Regions from separate parts of the Gossypium hirsutum genome. Here region 1 is linked to region 2. A link is a contact called in public Hi-C data. All regions are on one chromosome and are shown on one strand. The core of a region is the stretch at or near the end of the contact, and the rest is flanking DNA. Distances in the headings are between cores, read along the strand shown. Region 1 holds the start of LOC107954352 (zinc finger protein BALDIBIS). Region 2 holds the start of LOC121203456 (NADPH-dependent diflavin oxidoreductase 1-like).

The links. Hi-C and Micro-C count contacts between places; a contact is called where the count stands out from the background.
Region 1: a Hi-C map of leaf shows a contact between it and region 2, with 2.0 times the contacts expected there. The contact joins the promoter of LOC107954352 here to the promoter of LOC121203456 in region 2. A contact is called at or near these places in 2 of 34 Hi-C or Micro-C datasets (both in leaf).

What each region holds. Positions count from the first base shown.
Region 1 is chrD07:17,826,996-17,832,535 of Gossypium_hirsutum_v2.1, forward strand. LOC107954352 (zinc finger protein BALDIBIS) reads left to right here and starts at 1,595. Exons shown (of 3, transcript XM_016889886.2): 1 at 1,595-2,086; 2 at 2,170-2,566; 3 at 2,719-4,021. The coding sequence starts at 1,963. The coding sequence ends at 3,715.
Region 2 is chrD07:17,605,983-17,611,169 of Gossypium_hirsutum_v2.1, forward strand. It overlaps LOC121203456 (NADPH-dependent diflavin oxidoreductase 1-like), which reads left to right and starts at 3,702. Exons shown (of 13, transcript XM_041097633.1): 1 at 3,702-4,031; 2 at 4,106-4,183; 3 at 4,299-4,403; 4 at 5,029-5,120. The coding sequence starts at 3,891.

The sequences.
Region 1 (5,540 bases), core at 345-2,844, 220 kb after region 2:
GAGGGTATAGGCACAATACATTAGAGTCAATACCACCCTTACAACTGTAAAATCATAAGGCAGTCATTCACTTTCTTGTTCCCTACTCTACATCCCTTTGCACAATGCCTTGAATAAGCAAGACAAAATTGTAGAGCACCAACTATATGTACCATTTGTTCAAGAATTAGATGACAACGAGAGTGGCACAGTATAAACTAAGCTGCCAGCCTTTTTTAGCATCAAAACGCCTTCGATTAACCAAGAATGTATGCTCAAGAATAACAATCAATATCAATGGGTGTTAGATTCTTATGGAGATGATTGAATCACCTCTTCAATTCTAGTCTAACTTTACATGATTCCTATTAAAATAAGATGAAAGGTTGATACCTATTCTGAAAGCGTCATAAAGGATTTGCCCTAGACTATGCTCGAATTTTCCTATTATAAGATGTTTGTCTACCAGAAGCCCCATCAACAACGTTATATCTTCTAGCATTATTGGCGCTTTGCTGTATGAGAGATAAAACATAGATATGAGTGACAGAACGTAAATAACTCTCCCAATTTGGCTTAAGTGGAAGAAACATGTGTCTCTTAATTGATGAATGATTCTGTTGTCAGGCAAACCTATACTCGTATTATCGCGAAGCCAAGCCACAAGATAATATTGAAGTGTCATTATACTCCGACCAACATGCCCTTCTTAGGATCTCAATAAGTTGCAACCATTATAGAGCAATTGATAATTGTAATTTAGAGGTACTTAGTTGTGTAAAGGGAAGGTAGAATATAGAATATGTTTTGTTCTGTTTTACCGTGCAAAATTAACAAGTTTAATTACCTATATTTATAGTTTCTGAAGTCATGGTTATGCTACGATTTTAAGTGAAAGTCAACACCCACACGTGTTAACTTCAACTTATATTTAATTAAAAATTTATTAAGATTACATTATCTATTTTTTGTAAAGTAATAACGAAGTGGACATCACTAAATGTCAAGTTTATGACTTAGGTTTGTCTGCAACTGTTTCAAAATTTATTTTAAATGGTTACCATTTAATTTTAAAATTTCTCTCATGAACTTACACCAACTAGTGTTGAGGTATAATAATCATAACATAATAGTTAACTCTTATTTCAAAAGCATACAAAAAAAACTTGAAAGAATTGTTAAGAATCCTTAACACCTAATAAATATAGAAATACTCCTAAAGAAACATATTCTAATAAATTTCCCTCAAAGATATACAAATCGTTAATGATATAGCACAAGAAAAATGTTACGAAAAGAAAATTTATAATTAAAAAAAAAAGACGGTTACTTTACATCATGTCAGTGACTATTATATAATTATTTTTTAAAAAGGTAAGTGTTTATTATAAACTATTTAATGAAATATATACTTGGGGTGAATTTACAGTCTTCTTACAATTTTTCCTTTTTTGTTTTGTTCAGATCCCTACCTACTTTTTTTTATAATTTCACCTCATCTGACCTTTTTGCATGATCTCTCTCACATGTAGCATTTTAAAACGATTGCAAATAAAATAATAATTATATATCAGAATTACTTATATATAAAGGTGGTCCTGCTGAGTCTATGGCTGACTGACTTCGAGAGAGCTCGTGTAAGATAAGCAGATAAAAAAAAATATTCCCTCCAGCTACCTTTCTTTTTGGTTTTTTCTTTGGGTTAATTTTAAGCCAAAACTGAACAACCTCTTCAACCAAACCCCATATTCATATACATATATATAGTTTCACTGAGTTAGAAAAAGTTCAAAAATCAATCTTTCCCTTCTTTCAGAATCCAAAAGGAAAAACCCATAGAGATAGAGATCTGTTGGGTTGTGTTTTGCTTTGTAGCAAATTAAGCTTCTTCTATTTTCTAGTACAAACTAAATCACCAGGTTTGAAGCAGTAGTTTAGTTTAGGTTTCACGAAGCTGCTTCCATTCATCAAAGTATATCAGAAATGTTGTCTCAAGATGGGCTTTCGATTCCCTCAACTGTCAAAGGTTTAGCTCAAGCTCAACAGCCAAATCCAAACCCTAACCCTAATCCAGTGAAGAAGAAAAGAAATTTTCCTGGAACACCAGGCAAGTTTATGTAATATCAAGTTATCACTATTATTAACTTTTAGAAGTGTATTTTCTTGATGGATTTTTGTTGAATTAAGCAGATCCAGATGCAGAGGTTATAGCTTTGTCCCCAAAATCTCTCATGGCGACCAACAGATTCCTCTGTGAAATTTGCAACAAAGGTTTCCAAAGGGACCAGAATTTACAACTCCATAGGAGAGGTCACAATCTGCCATGGAAGCTGAAGCAAAGAACAAACAAAGAAGTTAGAAAGAAAGTTTACATCTGCCCTGAAAAGACCTGCGTTCACCATGACCCATCCAGAGCTCTAGGAGACCTCACTGGCATCAAGAAGCACTTCAGCCGGAAACACGGCGAGAAGAAATGGAAGTGTGAGAAATGTTCCAAGAAATACGCAGTTCAGTCGGACTGGAAAGCTCACAGTAAGATTTGTGGCACTCGAGAGTATAGATGTGACTGTGGAACTCTCTTTTCCAGGTAACTCCAAATGCTTATATATAGTTTATGGGGAATTTCGTATGATAATTAGTTTGTTGAAGTATTTAATGAGGTCTGACCCTAAAATGGCTGCTCTTAATTAACGATTCGACAAGGGTTTTTATTAGTTGCTTTCTTTTTATATCATACAGGAAGGACAGCTTCATAACTCATAGAGCTTTCTGCGATGCTTTAGCTGAAGAAAGTGCGAGATTCACCTCGGTTTCAACGAATGTTAACCCAGCGGCAGCATCCTTTAGAAATGATTTGATACATGGGGCCAATAACAATGGGATGCACCAATTTTCATCAGGGTTTAGGCCAGAGTTCGGTGGTTTAGAGCTAGTCGACAACCTCAACTCAAATGGGCAAAAGCCAAGGCTACAGTTATGGCTTGACGAAGCTAATTCTCAAGTTAACCCATTTGGTATCCCCAGTAATGCAAACGCTTTCTTAGCACCAAAATCTACAAGCTTTCCTGACTTGGGAATGGCACCAATGAACATGTTTGGATCACTGACTACACAATGGCTCGGCAAGTACCCAGAAGATGCATCATTTGCAGGTGCAAACCTCAACATGTCAGCATTGCGACATGGACCAAAACAAGAAGAAGAGAACAAGGGAGATTTGTCTGAATCCATAACATCTTTGTATTCCAACAATAGTCTCCAACAACAAAACTACACTCACATGTCAGCCACTGCACTCTTGCAAAAAGCAGCCCAGATGGGATCTACAAGAAACAACCCAGCAATTAATAACAGTGGCTTTGGGTTAATGAGCTCCAACACTTACGACCAAAACAAGAACCATGTTTACAAGCTATTCAAGCGAGCAAACGACCAATCTGACAACATAAACGAATTAGTGAGTTCACTGTCCTCAAATCAAGCAACCATTGTGAAAGACGGGTCTGCATTAGATGATTTAAAGTCGAGCTCATTTGTTAGAAACGCCAGCAGCAAAGGAAAACAAGGTGGCCAAGCGGTTGTACTTGCATCGAAGCTGAATAACACAAATTCAAATGAAGTTGAATTGAGCTTAACCAGGGATTTTCTTGGTGTGGGAGGTGAATCAAGCAGACCGTTGTTGCAACAAGGGCTAGCCAAGTTTGCTTCAATGGGTTCCATTCACCCATGGAGTTGATTTAGAGTAGTGGACACTCACACCATGTAAATCAAACAACGAGTCATGGACTGGGAAATGGAGTCTTGTGAAAGGTGATGGGGGGCCACTGACTGCGGTGGTGGAAGAGACTGAAGAGAAAAAGAGACTTGGCAGTGGTTTGGGCCCTCCATGCACGTAGATTTTTCACCGTTTTTATTACTACTATAGTTCCTGTGTTTTTTTCTTTCAACTTTCATTAATTTGCACCGTCTTTTCATCCCTTCTACTGTGACGGCTATGACAAATTTCCTAGCTGGACTCCAAATAAAATCAGACAATTACCTATGTTTTCAGCCTCTATGACTGACCTTTCTTCTATGTCAAATTGTTCAACTCAATCAATACCCACTTTTCTTTGCTTTTTCTCAAATACCCACTTTTCCTTCGTGTCGTGCATGAAAAAAAAAATTGTTTTGCAATTTGCATGAGGTGATGAAAAATACAAGAGAATATTGTATATGTAGAAATAATATTACTGAAAGGGGTGATTATATTTTTAAGAAAATTATCTTTTATTAATTGTAAAACCAACACCAAAAATACTTTTGTCATAAAAAAAATGGTGGTATTAGCAGTAGCGAAAATTCACTGTTTAGCATTTTTATAATTAGGTTAAATTTTATTGATTTAATTTTTTTCTCCCAAATTATAATGTTGAGAGGGTAAAAATATTTTGTCTAATTTTATAAATGAAATTAAAAATTTATTATATATGTTTTATTTTAGATTATTTATTTTTATTTTATTTTTAATATAATTTATAGATTTTAAGTATATTTATCGGAATAGGCACGTTTTCTCCTCTCTCTACGATCAGGTTTTTTTAAGGGTTTGGGTTAGGGTTTTGTTAGGGTTATTTTTTAAAGTTTAGGGTATTTTAGGGTAGCAAATGAATTTTAGGGTTTTGTTAGGGTTTAGGATTTAATGGAAGGCCGATTTATTTGTATTTGTGTTTGAGGTAGACATTGTGATAGCTCAAAGATATATGTAAGTTGATGGTGATGCGATAGCGCTCGGAGACCCATACATTTCACTTGTTGCGTCGGGATGGAACCATTGCTTTAGAGGCCCATCATATTGCAACTCGGGCCTTAAGTTCACGGTGCATATACTATCATGGGTTGAAGTATAAGTAGGGCTCTTAGTTGATGGATGTTAATGTAGGGTAACTGTTTGGAGTATAACTTGGGAATCCACTGACAGTGATTATGTGGTCACGAGTTCAAGTTCCACCTCACCAGAAAAGTAATTTGTAAACCCGATATAGAAGTTTGAGTGATAATGTAAGGAAAAAGTCAAAAGCTTTCCAGTATAACAAACTTATTTTTTTCTCCGTTTTTACCAAAAGCAGGATCCGTAACCTCTCTATTGTCCGAAATAGTGATAAAGTTGGTTTTGGTAGAAAGAAGCTGGAGATCGATTTAGGGCGACAGCGATAGTTGGAGGTCAAGTCAAGATGACAATAGTTGTAGTTATTAGTTAGTGATTTAATCACAACAACCATTGTCAAGTCAAAACAACCTCCAACTTTTGTCTAATACGACAGTCGCTCGCCCCCTAACAATGCACTTGGCCCCATCTTTTTCACTGGTTTTGAATAAGAGGGAGGTCGACTATGTTGCCTTTGGTGGTGATGGAGAAAAAGAATATGTAGATTATACTAGAAAGCCCCTGAGTTTTTCTCGACAATTATGATCTCAAACTTATGTATCAATTCTATAAAGCATCCACTTCTGGTTAAGCAAAACTTTAACCAGTGACCGCATAACCACCGTCAAGTGGGCTCTCAAGTCATATTCCAAGC
Region 2 (5,187 bases), core at 2,452-4,951:
TTGTTCTCAAGATAGCTTGTTGCCGCTAAGATACGACTCTATCAAAGCTTCTAGATTATCTAAACTAGAAGGAATTACCCCTTCAAGCTTGTTTTCAAGTGAAACCCTTTGGAGGGAGACCAGATATCCCAAACTGGGTGGCATTTTCCCACCTAGTTGGTTGTTTTGTAGCTTTAAAAATCCAAGCGTGGGCATTTGACCAAAATTTGATGGAAATGGTATCTCTCCCTCTAGATGATTAGCATACAAATACATGACTGAAATGGATGTTAGATTGTTTACCGTTGCTTACTTAGTAATGCATCATTCAAGAGTTCCATATTCCTAAGGCCAAGACCACCTCCATATAGCAAAAACATGCCTCCACCAAAAGCATCTTATAAAACGATCAGCTCTATCAACAATGTATGGAGCCTTAAAACAAGCAAAAGATAAATAGGAATAGAGGACAAGACACTTGGAATTAATGTATATCTACCTCCTGGGAAAAAGGTATGAAGATCTCTAACTTGCCAGTTTTGATTGTATCTTCTTGAGAAACGATTGAAAGAAAAGCTTCTTATTGCTTACGAAGCCCACCTGAATACCCAAATACTTACCCAGATGGTTAATTTGCTTCGCCCCTAAAATATTAAACATCCAATGTCTTTTTCGTATCTGCCCTAAATGGTTAAAAAATAGTTTTCACTTGCTCAGATTAATCCACAATCCAGAGAATTCTAAGTATTGAGCTAGTATAATTTTGAAAGCTCAACACGACTGTATCGTAGTAACTAATAAATATTTAACACTCATGTCTAGTATTTCCACTTTCTCTTAATCGTAGCTAGTATAATTTTTTAATAACTAAAATGTTTTTGGTGCAACTAATCCCAAAAAACCCAAAGATATTTTATCCACTAGCAACTAAGGTTTAACCCTTCTTAATTTTTGACTTAATCTCTTTTCGCCTTTGTATTTGTTAGGATTTGCTAACTGTCAACCCAAATGGCCAAATAGAATTCGGATTTTCGACCTTGAAGAAGAATGTTCGCCAACACAGATAGTTCACTGTGGACCTTGCTGGGATGCTGGATGCTCGCAAAGATAACTCGCGCAGAAAGCTCACTTGGAGGGCTCGCATAAGCCTCGCAGGAATAAGGTTGCAGGCTATGTTCGTAGAAGGGATCGCGAGCCCTATAAGAGACCCTCGCCTATAACTAGCAGGTATGAGGCTCGTTAGAGGAGTCAATCCCAGGATAAAAAAAGACCGCTTGCTCTGCAGACACACGTCCAACAAGCCAACAGAGGCCCAGTGAATGTCATCACCAAAGACAGTGAATGTCAATGCCATCAGTCCCAAGACTAAGACAAAATAATGAGCCCTATTGTGAGTTGTAATAGTAGCAGTAGAAACATGTATAAATACCCCATGCATTCCCCTTAATATGATACGAGAAGAATATTACTCAACAGTATTATAGTTAAATTATCATTTTGGTGCCTATATTAATTTTTAACACTTTGGCCTTTGTAATTTTTGCTATTAACTTTAGCCTTTGTATTTTATTTTTGATATATAAAATAAGGGTAAACCATATAAATGGTCATCCGACTATTAAAAAATTTCTTGTTAAAAAATTCGAATTAAAAAAATTACAAAATAATTATTTGACTTATCAATTTATTTTTGGGCAAATTACACATAAAAGCCCTATTTTTTAAAAATTTACCGAAATGGGCGTGGTATTTTATTATTTACTGGAATGGGTCATTTTCCCCGAAATCGCGTCCACATCAGCGCGATTACTTACGTGGCAACAAATCGCGTCCACATAAGCGCGATTTGCTGACGTGGAAGCAATAATTCATGAACAGTTTATGTTTTTTAGCTTGGAAAACTTTGAAAGGCCATAACTTTTGGCTCGATTGTCCGATTGAGACGATTTTTTTTATTTCGAATAACTTTCGAGATCTACGCGCTGGCAAATTGCCGGTAGTTTTCATCGAAAAAAATTCTTTTTGCCTCTAAATTTTGATTTTTTCGGTTTAAAATTGAATTTTGAAACATTCAAATCATTATTTTCCTTATTTATTTGAAGTAAACACCGGATTCTTTTACAGAATTGTTGTATTATTTTTTCTGATTTGACACGTGTATGGAATAGGTCCGATAAATCATTAGAACGTAAGTAATATAATTAAGATAAAAACAATGTTTTTATAATATGTCAATTAATTAGTTTAGTTTAGTTGGTTTAGATGCTTGCTCTTTTCCCTTAGTACCTTGGTTTGAATCTTCTTGCCAATTAATTAGTTGCAACTTGCGCTAACGTGGACGCGATTTCCTGGCGCGTACCCTGGCATCGCGCTGACGTGGACGCGATTTCGCGGAAAATGGACCATTCCGGTAAATAATTAAAAATTGGCCCATTTCGGTAATTAAAAAAAAAAGACTTTTATTGGTAAATTGCCCTTCATTTTTTTAGTCTAAAACCGTTAAAACACTAACGGTAGACTACTGTGGCAGTTAACTTAATGACATGTATTTTTTTTTCTATTATTTTTTTCCCATAATTTTCATGTAATTTTATAATTAAAAAAAACTATTTTTAACCCCAAAACGGTGTTTTAAAACTCTTTGATTGTTGTTCATTATAACAGCAGAAACAGTGAACTAACTCTAATGAAAATTTGAAAATTAACTGAATCAAACAACATTAGATAATTACAAGCTTGCCACCCATCCATCATTTATAATATTAAAAGTTAAAAAAATGGGGAAATAGTGTAATTTGATTATTTTTAGTTACTGATTCAAGAATAGGTCATCGATCCCCAAAAAAATGAGACCGGGTTGGGTCACGATTCATAGTCCAGCTCCAGCTTTGGCGCGATATATCTTGCCAAAAATGTGGAGAGCGGCGACAAATGCAATAAAACAAAGAGTCATGATTAGGACAACGGTAGGGGAGATCTTCAAGCCTGGAGCATCGTCTGTGTAGAACCAGAGCATGTTGCTTCCAAAATCGGAGCCGGCGGAAGGCGGGGCAGAGGTGGTAGCGCCTCCCATAACCCTGCAGCAATGCATTCTTTTCCCCTTTATTCTTCAGGGCTTTAAAGCACCTAAAACTTATCAAAACGGTACCATTTTGGGTTTATTTTTTATTTTATTTTAACGGTTTTGGACTAAAAAGATAAATTGATAAGTTAGGCGACTTGACTAGAGGTGTCCATGGGCCGGGTCGGGCCCAAAAAAATTCAGCTCGCATCCTAGGCCCTGGCCCGACCCAAAATATCGGCTTGAAATTTTGTCCAGGCCCGGCTCGGGAAAAAAATTCTAAGCCCGAGACTGGCCCATTTTTTAATAAACACCAAAAAATTATTTTAAAAATAATAAATAAAAAAGTATTTTAAAAATATTTTAAAAATAAAAAATAAAAAAAATTTATTATATATTCGGGCCGGGCTGGGTCGGGCAAAAAAGTGGTGCCCGAGGCCCGACCTGTTTTCTAAACGGGCCTCTTTTTTTACCCAAACCCATATTTCGGGCCTATATTTTTACTCGAATCCTCCCATATTTCGGACGGGTCATCGGGCTGGGCCCGGTCGCCCGGCCCATGGACACCTCTAGACTTGACAATAAAATTTCTAATAATCAGATGACTGTTTATGTAATTTACATTAAAATAAAAATAGAGATTAAAAGAAATAGCACAAGTACCAAAGTCACGGTACGGGCCAAAAGAGTTTAAGCAGAGAATTAAGGGTTCTGAAGGCATCTGGACGTAACCTCTAACTTAACCCGACCCGCGATCACTTTTTCCGCGAACCTTATTTCTACAGATTCTTGAATCTTCCGTCGATTCCGATTAACCCTAGAAGGAGCACTTTATTCTCCAAGTTTAGCAATGGAGATGAAGACGAAGACACTACTCATACTATACGCAACTCAGACGGGAAACGCATTAGATGTAGCCGAGCGTATTGCACGAGAAGCTGAGCGAAGAGCCTGCACCGTCGTTATTAGTTCAACCGACGATTATGATGCTGTAATTTATCTCTTCCTTTTTCTTTTTCCATTTAAAAATATTTTCTGAGTAACTTACTTGATACTGTTTTGCAGAATTCGTTGCCTGCTGAAGACACTGTCATTTTTGTTGTTTCTACCACAGGCCAAGGGGATACTCCAGATTCTATGAAGGCAAGGCTAACCCTATTTTTTTTCTTCAAATATCCTATTTTTGTTCCTAGTATGCCTCAAATTTATTGTTTTCGCTTTCCTAATCTTTTATATACATACATTTATTATATTGCAGGTATTTTGGAGGTTTCTTCTGCAAAGAAATCTTGGCAGCCATTGGTTGGAAGGAATTCACTATGCAGTGTTTGGATTAGGAGATTCAGGGTACCAAAAATATAATGTAATGGTTTTCTACAGTTGATTTTATTGCATTTTTAAATTCATATCTACTGTTTTTCACACAACATTTATTTATATTATATTTTGTTTTTATTCTTCATTTTTTGTGGCTTATATCAGTGCTGTTAATGTTCCTCATCTTTGAGTACAATGTTTGAGGAGCCCAATGACTTCATATACTCTTGATGACATTATGATTATTATCAAATGCCTATTTTCAATGCGGATCACTATTATCCATATTGCTTCATGAAGGCCACTAATTCCAATGTCCCGAGACATCTTCACATTGAAGGAAAAATAGGGAAACAGGGGAGGCCACTCTAGAAACATGCGTTAATGTCTCGAGACACATTATGGGATTTTGATTTTTAGAGTTGGATTCAAATCAGGACTCCGCATTCGACCTCGTATAGCCCCGGGGTTTAATTAATGAGATTGTTATACATTTGTAAGGCATGATTACATTCGTGATTGATATTAATTTGATTTAAGCCATAAGCTATGAATACGGTGGCTTTCTATGGGTTTCTTGTTTCTATTAAATTGCTTGGCATGTAGTTTGATTGACGCTGTTCCTGGTGCATAATTAGAGCGAAACTTAATTTGGCATGTGGTGGCTGCAGTTTGTTGCAAAGAAGCTTGATAAAAGACTTTCAGACCTTGGGGCTACAGCTGTTGTTGAGAGAGGTTTGGGAGATGATCAGCATCCTTCAGGGTATTATAGTCGAGTACTTTTAAGAAGAATGTCATTTAACTTGGTCTGATAGCAGTTTCTTCTACAA